Regions from separate parts of the Mus musculus genome. Here region 1 is linked to region 2. The links are chromatin contacts, called in public HiChIP or PLAC-seq maps. All regions are on one chromosome and are shown on one strand. Each heading gives the region's core, a stretch centred on a gene start, on an enhancer-like site or on the middle of the called end of the contact. The rest is flanking DNA. Distances are from core to core; before and after follow the strand shown.

Evidence for each region. HiChIP or PLAC-seq counts read pairs in DNA pulled down with a chosen protein or histone mark.
Region 1: a contact with region 2 is called in a FOXA1 HiChIP or PLAC-seq map of pancreatic cancer cells. The contact joins two enhancer-like sites. A contact is called at or near these places in 2 of 484 Hi-C or Micro-C datasets (bone marrow-derived macrophages and embryonic fibroblasts) and 2 of 115 datasets of contacts at active chromatin or transcription factors (fibro-adipogenic progenitors and pancreatic cancer cells).

What each region holds. Positions count from the first base shown.
Region 1 is chr9:14,213,833-14,220,909 of GRCm38.p6, reverse strand. No RefSeq gene overlaps it. Among named protein-coding and RNA genes, the nearest start is that of Gm51286, 37 kb to the right of the region's middle. Within about 2 kb of position 5,234, at least 71 of the 459 cell types and tissues checked have an H3K27ac peak or open chromatin away from gene starts, as enhancers often do. A contact at or near this core is called in pancreatic cancer cells, where this site is marked.
Region 2 is chr9:13,849,269-13,856,074 of GRCm38.p6, reverse strand. It overlaps a transcript of Fam76b not described here. Among named protein-coding and RNA genes, the nearest start is that of Fam76b, 25 kb to the right of the region's middle. Within about 2 kb of position 2,959, at least 8 of the 459 cell types and tissues checked have an H3K27ac peak or open chromatin away from gene starts, as enhancers often do. A contact at or near this core is called in pancreatic cancer cells, where this site is marked.

The DNA.
Region 1 (7,077 bases), core at 3,985-6,484, 360 kb before region 2:
CTGAGAGTGACGGCCCACCAATAGAAAGTGGTTTTGCCTTTAATCTCTCCCTCTGTATGATAGTCTTTGACTTTCACATTTGAACCATTATTCAAGGATATGCTTAGTAGGCTCAAGGCCCTGGGCTCAACTCCCAGCATTACTAGGGAAAATGTTCAAGGCATTAGTAGCCAAGCATTATCTTCTATAATAAAAATACTTGAAAAAAATCTTTGTTTTGTGAGGTTCTGCTTTAGAGCACAGAATTGTTCAAAGTAGTGGTTTTCATTTTGTGGGTCACAATTCCTTTGACAAACCCCTATCTGTAAAAATATTTACATTATGATTCATAACACTAGAGAAATTACAGTTATGGAGTTGCAATGAAGGCAATTGTATGGTTGGAGGTCAGCACAGCATGAGGAACTATAGTAAAAGGGTACAGCATTAGGAAGGGTGAGAACCACTGGTCCAAAATAAGCAAGACAGTATAGCCGCCTATAGACTGCAGTTAGAGGTTTTGGTTTTTGTTTTTGTTTTAAATAATGATCTGGTGATAATGTAGCAAATTTTCTTTGTTTATACTGTTGACTTAATGAAATATCCTTTTTCTATTTTCTTCTTTGGTGCAAATTCCACTTTTTCCAAGTGTAAATAAAATCTAGATAGGGCCTGGAAATTTGGTGAATTGTTTTGAAAGAAACAAAACATTCTAGTGTCAGAAAAAATATAGCCATTGATAATCTCCCGTCGATAATCTTACCTGTACTCCTTGCTGCTCATTCCTTTGTGAGAACTAGCAGTCCCTTACCATAGCCAGTTTCAGCATTCTTTTCTCTACATAGGCACTGTGCTGAGGCACTGTCTCAGACACTCATCTCATCTATCTACTGTTAGCTTCTGCTTCCTCAGACCAGGAAAAAGTTTGAATGTTTAGAAACCTAAACCTCCCTTATGATGAAATAACACACCTCCAAAAGAAATGAGCAGTCCATCTCTCTCAATTTTAGACACTTCATAGATTTCAGTTCAATGTATCAATTTCCAAGTTCCACTTGGGCATGGTTGATGAAGCTGTGAGTGTTAGCATGGGAGACGGGAGCCCTTTTCCAGTCAATGGTTTTTTGTTTGTTTGTTTTTTGTCCTGTTTTTGACCAATAGAATCAGATGCAGAGGGAGAGATTAAAGGCAAAACCGCTTTCTATTGGTGGGCCGTCACTCTCAGTAATAGTGAAAGCTGTGGATCTGTACAAGACAACAGCTTAAAAGACTCAGGCGTGGCTAAGGAATCAGAAGTACTTGTGCCTGATGAGAAAGTGTTCTGTGCTCTTGGGGAATATCACTTAACATTTCTGGATGTCTTCAACAATCAACAGTCTAGGTCTACTGTCTCTATTGTCCTGAGAATTTACTGAAGGCCCAGGTGGCAGAAGAAATCACAAAATTCTACCCCACATGGCCTTGAAAGCTAGACTCTCATCAGAGTGTGCAGGGAGAGCCAGTTTGGCAAAGGAAAATGACTTGATTACCTTTCAATTTAGGGATTATGTAGTTGGGACTTATTGCATGCCTTGCCTAACTGGGGGTCAGCCACAAAATACTTTTTTGCTATTAAACTATTTCTAAATCCTTCCTATGTTGGTTATTTTGGTGTCACTGTCAGAGGAGGAAAGCTTTGTGTTGGCTCATGTTTTCAGAGATGTTTCAGCTGTGGTGGCAAGGAAGGCATGTCTGAAGGTGTGTCAGTGGCTGTTCAGGAAAAAGAAGGAGAGGGTGTGGGGAGGAGCTAGCGGTGTCTTTAGTCGATACTCCACTTCTGCCATCAGAACCCACTTCCTAAAGCCTCTACACCTTTCCACATAGTGCCGCATGCAGGTGACCAAGCCTGCAAACAAGGGTCCATCTGGGTATTTCAGATTATGGTAACAATGCATGATTGTAGAGAAATGTGAGTGCCAGAAACTGCAGCTGAGTAATCAGGTTCAGATCCAGCCTTGACCATGTGGGATGCACTAAGTGTGATTTAACCGAATGAGCTGGAGTAAATCAGCAATAATGGTTTTGCAAACTGATTATAAAGGTAAGATTAAATTAAATGTACAAATGGATAAAGAATGTCAGTGTCGGCTGGTGTTTACACACGCCTTTAACCCCAGCACTCTGAGTCAGAGGCCAGCCAGGTCTACAGAGAGCGTCCCAGGATGGCCAAGGCTACACAGAGAAATCTTGTCTTGAAAACCAAACCAAACTAACCAACCAACCAACCAACCAAACAAACAAACAAACAAAAAGAATGTCTAACAACAGTGATAGGTAATAGATAATAACTCAGGTGTTCCAAATTCAGATTTGCTTCTTATAATACAGAGGTGTGGTGGGATTTTTATACCCGTGATTTCTTTTGAGAGAATACTACAAGTAAAACTGTAAGGAGTGAGAAAGACAGTGGAGAGCAGACAGAAAATGTTCATCTTGATCTTGTCTGGGAACTCTGCATGGCAAATAATAACATGAAACTTTTCCTCTCTCTATTAATCAGTCCTTGTCCACTAGCCACCTCTAGGGTGCAACTTCTTTAACACTTCAGGGAGAGCCATTTCTGCCCACTGAGGGAAATTCTCAGAAGAGGGAGCAACTTTGGGCTTCTGGCAGCCAGCAGGCAAACCAGTACTGGGATTAAGGCACAGGCCTGTTGTGAAGGACCTGGGCAGGACACCAAGGAGGCTTACATGCTTTGAGACAGTGGTGTTCACTGAGCGTGGAGGCTGTGCATTTCAATTCCCAGTCCTTCCTCCTTCAGTCACTCCTCCAGTGGTTGCTAGGTGATGATCCATCACTTCTGTGTTGAGCACTCTTCAGGAGCATGGGTTGCCTCTGCCAGTGAGAGGAAGGGCATTCCCTTATATTCTCACAGAGAGACAATAAACAAATGAATGTAATAATTACTGACATATGTCTTATGGTGAAAAGTGCACCCTGAGCTGATAACAAGAGCTTCTTCTTTCACTGAAGACACACGGTATGGGAAGACTTGATTATCAGCTCCCCAGAGGAGTGTGAAGTATAGTATATGATATATATATTCTATACCAGCACACAGGCATTTTCAGTTAGAGAGCTGAAAAGGACACTGCTTTTGGGACATGCACATGTCTTATGTGATCTAATGTCTCTGCTTGTCACTTTTCCTCCACAATTTTAGTGTTGGTATTTTTAAATTATGCTCTCTAGTAATTTGATCTAATCTACCAATTCAGTAATTTTATATCTGCATTTTATTTTTTACATTCATTTATTTTGTGAGAGGATACACACACACATACACACACACACACAAACACACAAGTCACAGCTGCCTATAGAGGTCAGAGAACAACTTGAGGGAGTCCCTTCTCTCCTATTCTGTTTGCTCCAGGGGTCAAACACAGGTCACCAAACTTGGCAAACTTTTACCTGCTGAGCTGTCTCTCCAGCCCTATAAGTGCATTTTTAGTATATTTTGTTTTCTAAGGTTTGTTGATATTTGAAGATGATAAGATGAACATTTTGCCCCTTGGAGCATAGTCTATTTTGACAGGTGAGCTGTTTACACTAATAGATCTTCCATGAGGGAGAAAATGCAGGCAAGGACTGGGAGAGCCGCTGCTGAAACCCGGAAGAAAAGGCCAAAGGATCTTCAGCCACTGGGTCACAGAAGCCATCTGAAGGAAGCACCATGGGAGTCAAAGGCTGGCTGGAACCAACATGGAGACAATTAGGCAGTGAATCTCTGGAGCGCAAAGAGCTTACAGCAGAGAAATGGAAGCTGCAACAGAGACCTAACACACCTGCAGTTTTGTTTTGTTTTGTTTTGTTTTTCCAGTGTCTCTGGCTAGGTCTGATGGTTGAGAAGAAATAATGGGTTATAATGATGACTTTGTGGTGGTCAAGAAGGATCTGGAAGCATTCTAACAAAGACCTTTCTTCAGGAAAGACCCAAGTGAACACATCTAAACAGATTTAGTTAAATAAAACAGGGGACTCCAAACACATCCGCTGTGCCTTTATTTATTTATTTATTTATTTATTTATTTATTTATTTATTTTTTTACTGTATTCTGTTTCTTGAATTTAGATGTGGAATTTTCCACTTATGACATCATGCCAGTATATAGAATGTTTCAGCCAGCAGTCTCTTGCATTGGAGATGTTTATGTTTGAGAGGCTCAAGCTGATCTGTCATTTATGGGCATAGAGATTTGTGTGAGGTTCCAAGCACAATGTCTCCTATGTAAAATTTTCAATAATTATGGCCATAATCATTATGGTCTCAGGGCTTGTTGTTAAGAAGAACAATAATCAGCTATCATCTTCTAGGACATAGTTTTGAGGATGACATGAAGCTGACATATCCACTATTAGCATTACCCTATGACTAAGCACTGGTTCGTTTTTTGTTAGAATCGTGTCTCTGTTAGGTTAGGCTTCACTTTTCTCTGCAAAATGGAGCTGGCAAGAATACTTCTCTTTGTAAATGTTGGAGAGAATCAGAGGGTTAGAAGAGAGACTTTGTGTAAAGTACTTTGTGGTGTGCATAATACATGCAAATATCTCAACAAATGCTTGTTAGTATTGTCCTTGTCACTGCCACCACAATTGCCACCGTCATAATCGGCATCGCCACCATGACCACTGAATGTGTCATGTTTGTCTTAGCTGATTCTTCCATATGCATCAATGTGATTCCACAATCATTAGTAAGCATTTCCCATCCATATGCATCAGTGTGGTTGCACAATCATTAGTAAGCATTTCCCAGGGAGGGTAAAGAGAAACAGAGGGGTGTATGTATACAGGATTAAGATAAACGTTTAGTACTATCTCAAGAGTCACAATAGCTGTTTCAGACTCTGAGTTAAGGCAGTGAGAAATCAAAGCAGCTAAATTTCCCTGGATCTCGTCAAGTGTTTACCTCCCCAGCAAGACAAAGCTCTTGGAGAAGAGTCTGTAGAACAAAAGCAGAGACTTGGAGAAGAACTCAGAGAGGTATTGCAGGAAGCAGTAAAGAACCCGCCCTTCCAATCCCAATGGTGCTGAAGCTATAGAAAAGCCAGTGGAAATGAACTGTTGGTGCCACAGGCAGAACAACATATGCTGCTTGCCTTTCCTGGAGAAAGAATAGCAAGAGATTGCTTCCCCAGTGAGCCACAGAGCTCAGCTGGCTCTTCCCTGGTACTCTCTAATGAAATGCAATTCAACAAGCCAGGCCCCAGCATGCTTAACCTTTGGACCACAGATGCCAACGTTTCTCCAGAGAAAGAGCCAGTTGTGCTTGTCCTGGTAGCTGTGATGCAACCACCAAGAGGAAAAAGGCTCACACCCTCTGTGATGTCGAAATGCCTCCAACAAAGGGCTTAAAGGATTTCAGATGCATTTGGAAATTGAATTGTGCTGTCTCTCCTGAGCCAGCATCTCTGAATACCAGAGGGACAGACAATAACAGAATCCAGACCTGACTGCTGATGCAGCCCGGTGATATTTGGGTTGTCTAGTCATGACGAAGCAAAAATGAGTCCCTGTGACACTGTTTGCATGCGGGAAAACACCTCATTCAGCTGTATTTTACCCAGCTCCTTGGCTAGTTCCCAACCTTTTCCACCTCAATTCTCCAAGCAAAACTTAGGGAAACTGACCCTGAACACAGAACATGGGATTTTTAGTAGAGGATTAATGTTCTCACTCCTTTTCTGCTTCTATATATATTTCTTATCCAAGATGCACCGCAGTGAGGACACTCAGGACAGCAATACAGGAGGTCAGCTCCTGCCTGTGTCATTTGAAAGGGGGCAGATCTCAGAGGACCTGTCTGCCTTAGGAGGAAGTGAAAAATGATCTTTTGCTACAAAGACCAGACTCTTTTTTTACCTCTAAAAATAAAAACAGTAACAACAGCCCCCATTTCTTAACAAAGTAATGTCTTCGGCAATGTGCTCTGTAGATTGTAAGATAAGAACCAGAGATCTAATACCTATGTCAGAGACAGAGGTGGTGACTATGTGGCAGGGGCCTGGGATAAAGCAGTAGAGAGACTTTCTGACCATTTGCAAAGGCACAAAAGCTTGTACAAGAAGAGACTGTCCTCTGCTTTCTTTTGCTCTACTCCAAATTTGGTAGTCTGGGGTACTAGACTCGGTACTTTCTGATCACTATGACAAAACACCCAGCACAAGTGATATAGGGAGGGAAGAGGAGTTTATTTTGGCTCTAGTTTGAGGTGACAAAGAAGTTATGGTGGCATTAAGGGGAGGCAGCTGTCCACACTGCATCTAGGGTCAGGAAGCAGAGGGAGATGGATGCTAATACTCATCTGATCTTCATTTTATTCAGTATGGGATCCAAGCCCAGGGAATGGTACCACCCAGGTGGGAATTCCCACCTTAGTTTAACCACATCAGGAAGGTTCTCCAAAAGCATGCCCAGAGCCTTGACTTCTTTTCGATTTTAGATCATGTCAAGCTGATAGTCAATGCTGACTATCACAAGTGGGAAGGGTAAATGCTCTTAAAATGTTTTCAGCTGTGTAATGGGGCAAGAACAACTTTGAACATTGAATTTAGATGTTTTCCTGGTATATTCCTCTCTTGGGTAGTGGCAGTATGCTGCAGCTACCTGATGTCACATCCACTCCCACATACACACTCTGCTCTGGTTAGTTGTGTGTTGGTTGGTTGGTTTCAACTTGACACAAGCTGGAATTATCTGGGGTGAAGACCCTCAACTGAGAAAATGTCTCCATCAGATTGACCTGTAGGCAAGTTGATGGGGCATTTTCTTAATTAATGATTGTTATGGGAAGGCCCTGCCCACTGGGGAGTGATGCCACACCCGTGCAGGTTGTCCTATAAAACAGAAGGCTAAGCAAGCTATGCAGTCCAAAGCAGCAAGCAGCACTCCTCCATGGCCTATGCATCAGTTCTTGACTCCAGGTTCCTATCTGAGTTCTGGAGCTGACTTCCCTTCATTGTGGATTACAACTAAACTCTTTTCTGCCCAAGTTGCTTTTGGTTATAGTGTTTATCACAGCAATGGAAAGCAGACTAAAATCTGTTCCCCACCACG
Region 2 (6,806 bases), core at 1,710-4,209:
GACAAATTACACCTGGCAAGTATTTATAGGTTTTTAATTTGGGTTTGTTTTTACTCTTTTAAAAAAATTCACCAAGGGGTATGTATGGAAGCCTTGGTTCATTAACTCAAGAACTGTTTACTTTTCTCTTGTGTTGTGTCGTGCCCAGCGCTGGATATTCCCTGGGGATAAAGTGAGTGTGGCCCAGTGGCCAAGGAACACATCGTCTCCAGAAGGAACAGGACAGGCAACTGGATTACAACATGTGATTGACAATATGTGTAATAGAAATGGTGTGGATGCTTTTATTTAAAAGAGAGAGGCTGACACAGCTGCAGGAACACAGGCCTGAAGATTGATTCTTCAGGTTATGGAAAAGATTTCTGGAGGTGGTCCCATTCCCCTAGTAGATGAAGGACAACATCCCTGAGCCAGGTGTGAACTGGGAGACCATGGAAGAGTTTCAGAGAGGGGGCACTAACTCAAACACTGTGCTGTAGGGGTAGGAGGCACTGTGGCTGTAAAGATAGGACAGGAGACCCTTTGCTGTGCTCAGGCTATTGCCAAGAGGCACGGCCAAAGCAAGTGAGCAGGTCGGACAGACGACAGGCTGTTTGGCAGCTGACTAGCAGGGAAGGATGGAGAAGTTAGCTGTCATGGGAAGCTCGGTATGCCTACCGTGAGGCCTGAAGATGGACATCAAATGAAAATGAGCCCCTCCCCACTCACCCCAAACTTGCCTTTGCGTGTATATGGTCATGTGTGCCTCTGGGGAGTGAGAATTTATGTAGCTTTGAATGGAGCACCAGGGTGTGAAGACCACTGCTGTGCTGACTCTCACGACATGATGAAGTGGTAAGGAAGCCAGAAGGCACAAAGACTAGATTCATCCTCCTCAGTAGTGGTGAGGCCTTGCAATTCTCTATAAGATTTTTTTTTTTGATTTGGACAAATGCAAATATTTTATGAGTTATTCTAAATTATTCTTTTCTCTGTGAAGTACAGCAAATCCTGTCTGGAGGTTAGCTCTTACCTGCATGTATAAGCATGCATGTATGGGTTTGTGTTTATGCTTTAAAATAATTTTCTGGTGGGAAAGTTTACAAACATATATAGAAGGAGAGAAAATCGTTAAAGAACTCCCATATGGCTATTACTGGTTTTGATAATTATCAACATACAGCCAATATTGCTTCTTCCATGCCTCGATCCCTCTCTCCCTTATTATGAAGCAAATCTAAGAAATGACATTGTATTTGTACATATCTTAGTACGCTTCTTTGAAGGACTCTTCTTTCCCTTTTCTCTCATATCCAATGCTGGTCTCACACTCACTGTGCAGGTGATAATGACCTTGAGCTTCCGATTCCTCGGCTTCTGCCTTCTCAGGGCTGGAATTACAGGTGTGCAGCATATGCCTGGTTTATGGAGCACCAGAGAGGGATCGAACCTAGGGATTCATGAATACTGAATTTTACCAACTGAGCTAATCTCCAGCCCTAGAACTCATGTTAACAGAATGAAACTACTATTTAAACATAAAAATACCATTATTGTCTCCCAAATATTACAGCCAGTGCTCTGCTTCATTGGTTTAAACGTCCATGATTGTTTTGTTTTTCAAGACAGGGCCTCACTGTGTATCCCCAGTTAGGCTGGAATTCACCATGTAGACTAGCCTGGTCTTGAACTCACAGGGATCCAACCGCCTCTGCCTCTCAAGGGCTGGGGTTGCTGGCATCTCCATGACATCTGGCTACCGTGTCTTTGCTGCTGGGTTCCACAAGTTCACTTGATCTTGGCCATTCCTACCATCAGGGGCCCCAGGTGTCCCCCTGGGAAGTCCCCAGATCTAGCCAGGGCCTGTATGTAGCTGAAGCCTCAGGGACCGGCAGGTTCACACGAACTTCTTTTTCCTTTCCTTCCTCTGGAGCCCTTTAACTACAGTGAGCCTGGCTCTGCTTTTATCTTCTGCCTTGATTTCCTGTAGGAAGCCCTGACTAGTTGACCCTATCTTTAATGACTGCCTGTGGCTATAAATTATTTGACATTTGACCTTAGATAATTTGTTTATGTCACTGTTGTGCCTGCACGGGTTGCTATGACCAACACAAAACAGGAAAAGTGACAGAGTATGACACACACTGGAAGCCAGGAAGCTTCTACTTTTGTTTTCTGGACAAGTCAACCATTACATGAAAATCAAACTACATGAAAAGACCTCACGTAGGAATTCTAATTGGCAGTCCCATCAGAACCAAGTCCTAATGCCACCCCAATAGCTTCTATGCCTGTGTAAAGATGCTTCTAGGTGATTCTGTCTTTTGTTATTGGGTGTCTTAGTCAGGGTTTCTATTCCTGCACAAACATCATGACCAAGAAGCAAGTTGGGAGGAAAGGGTTTATTTGGCTTACACTTCCACACTGCTGCTCATCACCAAAGGAAGTCAGGACTGGAACTCAAGCAGGTCAGGAAGCAAGAGCTGATGCAGAGGCCATGGAGGGATGTTCTTTACTGGCTTGCCTCACCTGGCTTGCTCAGCCTGCTCTCTTATAGAGCCCAAGATTACCAGCCCAGAGATGGTCCCACCCACAAGGGGCCTTTCCCCCTTGATCACTAATTGAGAAAATGCCTTACAGTTGGATCTCATGGAGGCATTTCCTCAACTGAAGCTCCTTTCTCTGTGGTAACTCCAGCTGTGTCAAGTTGACACAAAACTTGCCAGTACACTGGGTTTGCTCCAGATGCCTCACAGCTCCCCACTGAGCCTGTAGCTGTTGTGAAGCAAGTAGAAGCCATCCTAGCTTGGGCTGTATGGAAGAGCATGAAGCCCGAACACAGGCCTGGGAAACCATGAGCACAATAAAGTGCTTTGTCTTGTGTGTCATATTTACGGCAGCTTGATAATGCATTAACAACCTCTCTAGTTCCTGCCTTGCCTGCTGTGCTTACAGGATTAAAATCCCTCCACACTTATGACTCAACACAACACACTGAGTAACTCTAGTTTAGCTGAGAGTTCAGATAAGTAAACTTAGAGATCTCACCATCTCTTTGTAAAATGTAATGGCATTCCCATCTCTCCCATGTTGACTCACTCTGGCCTTCAGCCATGTCTGTCATCATTAATTGCAGAGTGTCTTGAGTTAATTATTCTAGTGAGCAAGACTCCAGATAGCTACCTTGATAGGTTCCAAATAGTTTAAGACTTCATCAGTCTTTCATCCAGCTCATCCTTCCATCTTTCCTGGGTCCTGCACTCTACAGTAGCTGCATCCCTGCCGTTCCCCTCTGCAGCATCTTATCTCAGCTCTACCTCCACTCTCTCTCTTCTAAAGTATTTATTGGCATCTCCTATCTGCCATCATGCCTGGGAAAGTGGCTGAGGGCCTGTGTTTGTTCTGTGTGGGACTTCCATGACGCCCCCCGCTCCCTGGCGGCCTCTCACTTCAGCCATACTTAGGCTTTTGGGGCCTTGCTGTAGGCTGTGGAATGCTCTTCTCAGCTTCAGTCCTGGTCTTCATTCCCACCCTCCGAGGGTCCTTATGCTGAGGTGCTGAGTCTTGCAAGGTGTCTGTGGAGGTGAACTCATGCTGATCCCCACTTGTAAAACTCTTTGAGCCTGCTAATGACAGCTAACATACTTCACACACTGGTGAGAATCCAGTTTGCATTGTGCTGACAACAAAAGTACCAAAGTACATCTGAGAGCCAGTTGTGTCTTTTACAAATTCAGAAAGGCTAGCTTTTTACTACCAGTCTGTAACTCACTGGTACAATGCTGGACTAGTGCATATAAAGCCCTGGGCTCAATCCCAGGCACAGCAGAAAAAGGGCTTGATTTCTGGTCCATGCTGTCAAATGAAAATGCGAGTAGAAATGCATATAAAGAAGGTTAAGATCAACATTCAAAGCCATTAGGAAGTTTCCAGTGGATGAGTGAAAAGAACTCCAGCTCTGGGTGTGCCCCTGGAAGCCAGGGACAGGAACACTCAGCTTAAACAGCCCATGGTCCTCAGTTCCACTGGTACTTACTAAATACGGCAACAACGTGTTCTGCGTGTCTTCTTAGGTACTGAGCTACTTCATTGTTCAGTGACTTTCTAAGACCCATCACATCTGCCGCTCGGCCCTGAAGGAACTGTGGGTGGTAATGCTGGGCAGGATATCCAGTTTCACAGCCAGAGATAGAGAAGCTCTGTGTGATGCTCCCACAACCTAAGCTGGCATTTGCAACTACTCTGGCATGGTGAGGTTGCTACTCTTTCTGAAAGGGTTTGTTTGTTTGCTTAGTGTTTTATCTGTGTGTGTGTCTGTCTGAACACACACACACACACACACACACACACACACACACACACACACACACACATCTCCATGTGGAGTCCTGTGGAGGCCAGAAGAGGGCATCAGATTTCCTGCAGCTATAGAACAGGGGAGTAAGTGAGCTGCCCAGAGTGCATTCTGGGAGCCATACTCTGGTCCTTTGGGGGAGCTGCAAGGACTCTGAGCATTTCACCAGCACTAATTTAAAAATTTTAATATTGTTTTGCATATAGATTTCAAACATTAAAGTTCACTTTAGTTTTTGATACTGTCTACACTATAAGCTGCACAGCATTCATAAACTATTCTTTAAAATTGTGCATACTCTTCCATAAAAAGTCAGATAGCACCACAGATCAACAAATGCCAAGCCTACTGAACAGTCAGATCACACCATGTTCCCATTTCTGTTTCCTAAAATGGTCTATTTTTCTTGAAAATGTCAAGTGCTTAATAATAGACACATCAGGATAATGACTTACATTTCACAGAGTATGACATTGTTGTGTGACAAGACATTTTCTGGAGAGACACACATCTAATCACCCCAGATAAGAAACCCATGACAGACCAAGGTGGAGTTACAGGAATATGGGTGAGGGCATGGTGGCATACACCTGTAACCTCAGTGTGTAGAAGGTAGAAGCCGCAGAATCAGTAGTTTAATGTCATTCTTGCCTACAGTGAGTTCAAGGCCAATAACCTGAACTGCCTCAAAACAAAGTAAAACTTAATAATACTGCTCTAAGTCTCCTTGCTTTGGTACAAGCCAAGCCAAAATAGTAAAATGAAGAGAGATGGCAGATGCTCTAGCTGGAGAAGGGCTGTGGCTATTGGCAGGATGCTAGTTGGTAGGCTAAGAAACCTTTGGAAACATTTGAAGAGATGTGTGAACTAACATTGTAGGAATATGTGTATACATATCACTTATAAAAATATATAAGACTGAAAGTCACGAGGTACCAAGACACACTAGACATTAGACAGCAAAGGGCCTTAGCTCCATCTTCACATCTGGCCCACCCCTTATTTCGAGTTTAACTCACTATCTTCCAGAAATCTAAGTTATCCATTGAACAAGCTGTAACATGCCAGGAGCATTGTTCAGAGCGCTAACACACTAGAACATTTGCTACAGTATGCCTATACACTGGACATTTACTCAAAAAAGGTTAAGATTTCATCTGAGAAAACTGACATGCTTATCCTGGCCCATAGTTGATAGGTTTTCACATAGCAAAGGAGGCACAGTCATTTGGGCTGCATTAAAAATCAACAACACAAGAAGAATTTGCAACAGAAGCCCAGTCTGTAAGATTCCTGGTTTCTAAGGCTGTCTTATTAGCAATGCCTAAGGGAAGCTTTACCATATAGAGAAAAGCAAAAACAAGAAACAAGCATAAGACAATGACCCTTTAAGAACCATCTACGGCAGTGGCCCTCGCCTTCCTATTGCTGTGTTCATTTAATACAGTTCCTCATGCTGTGGTGATCTCCCAACCAATAGAATTATCTCACGGCTACTTCATAACTGTCTTTTTTGCCGTTGTGAAATTGTAATGTAAATATTTAATATGCAGGACGGTCTTAGGTGACCGCTGTGCCCAGGGTCATCCAACCCTCAAAGGTTGAATGACTCCCTCCCTATAGGTTGAGAATCGTTCATCTAACTCAAGCAACAGCTTGATTCAAAGCATGCCACTTCTCATGCAGAGGGCACTGGGAGCATGGGAGCATCTTCTTGGCTGCCCAAGCTGTGTGTTGGATGGCACTAGGCTGCATCCACAGAAAAGCACAGTGATGCACACTATCCATGCCACACTTCCACAGAGCATACTGCCTTTGCTGGAGATGGCAACTTCTAATTCAGGTCTGCTAGGTCCTGGGTTTCCCTCCAGCACAATAAGAACAGGGATATTTGGGTGTACATAAAGGACAAAAATACACACTGTACTCTAAGCATTAGTGGGACCACTGGAAGTGAAATAAATGTTCAAATATTGTGTGATTTTTAAAAAAATTTACTTATTAATTATATGTAATTACACTGTAGCTATCTTCAGACACTCCAGAAGAGGGCATCAGATGTCGTGACAGATGGTTGTGAGCCACCATGTGGTTGCTGGGATTTGAACTCAGGACCTTTGGAAGAGCAGTCGGTGCTCTTACCTGCTGAGCCATCTCACCAGCCCCAGTGTGATGTTCTTAAAGAAATTTTAAAAATACTAACTCTGAATTCAAAAGCACTTCAACCAAAGAGAAAATGATACTTTCAAAGTCACTTTTATTGAGCTAATCAGTTGACTTGATTGGGAGTTGGGGGATATGATGGAATTATCCAAATTTAACCATTTCTGGAAACACACTCTCATGTATAAGAAAACATTCAACTATAAATTCACTAGGCTGGCGATGACTCAGCTTTTAAAGGCTAGGCTCACAACCAAAAACTAGGCTTGCTCTTACTGAAGCAGGTCCTAGGGCTGGTCTGGCTGAGAAG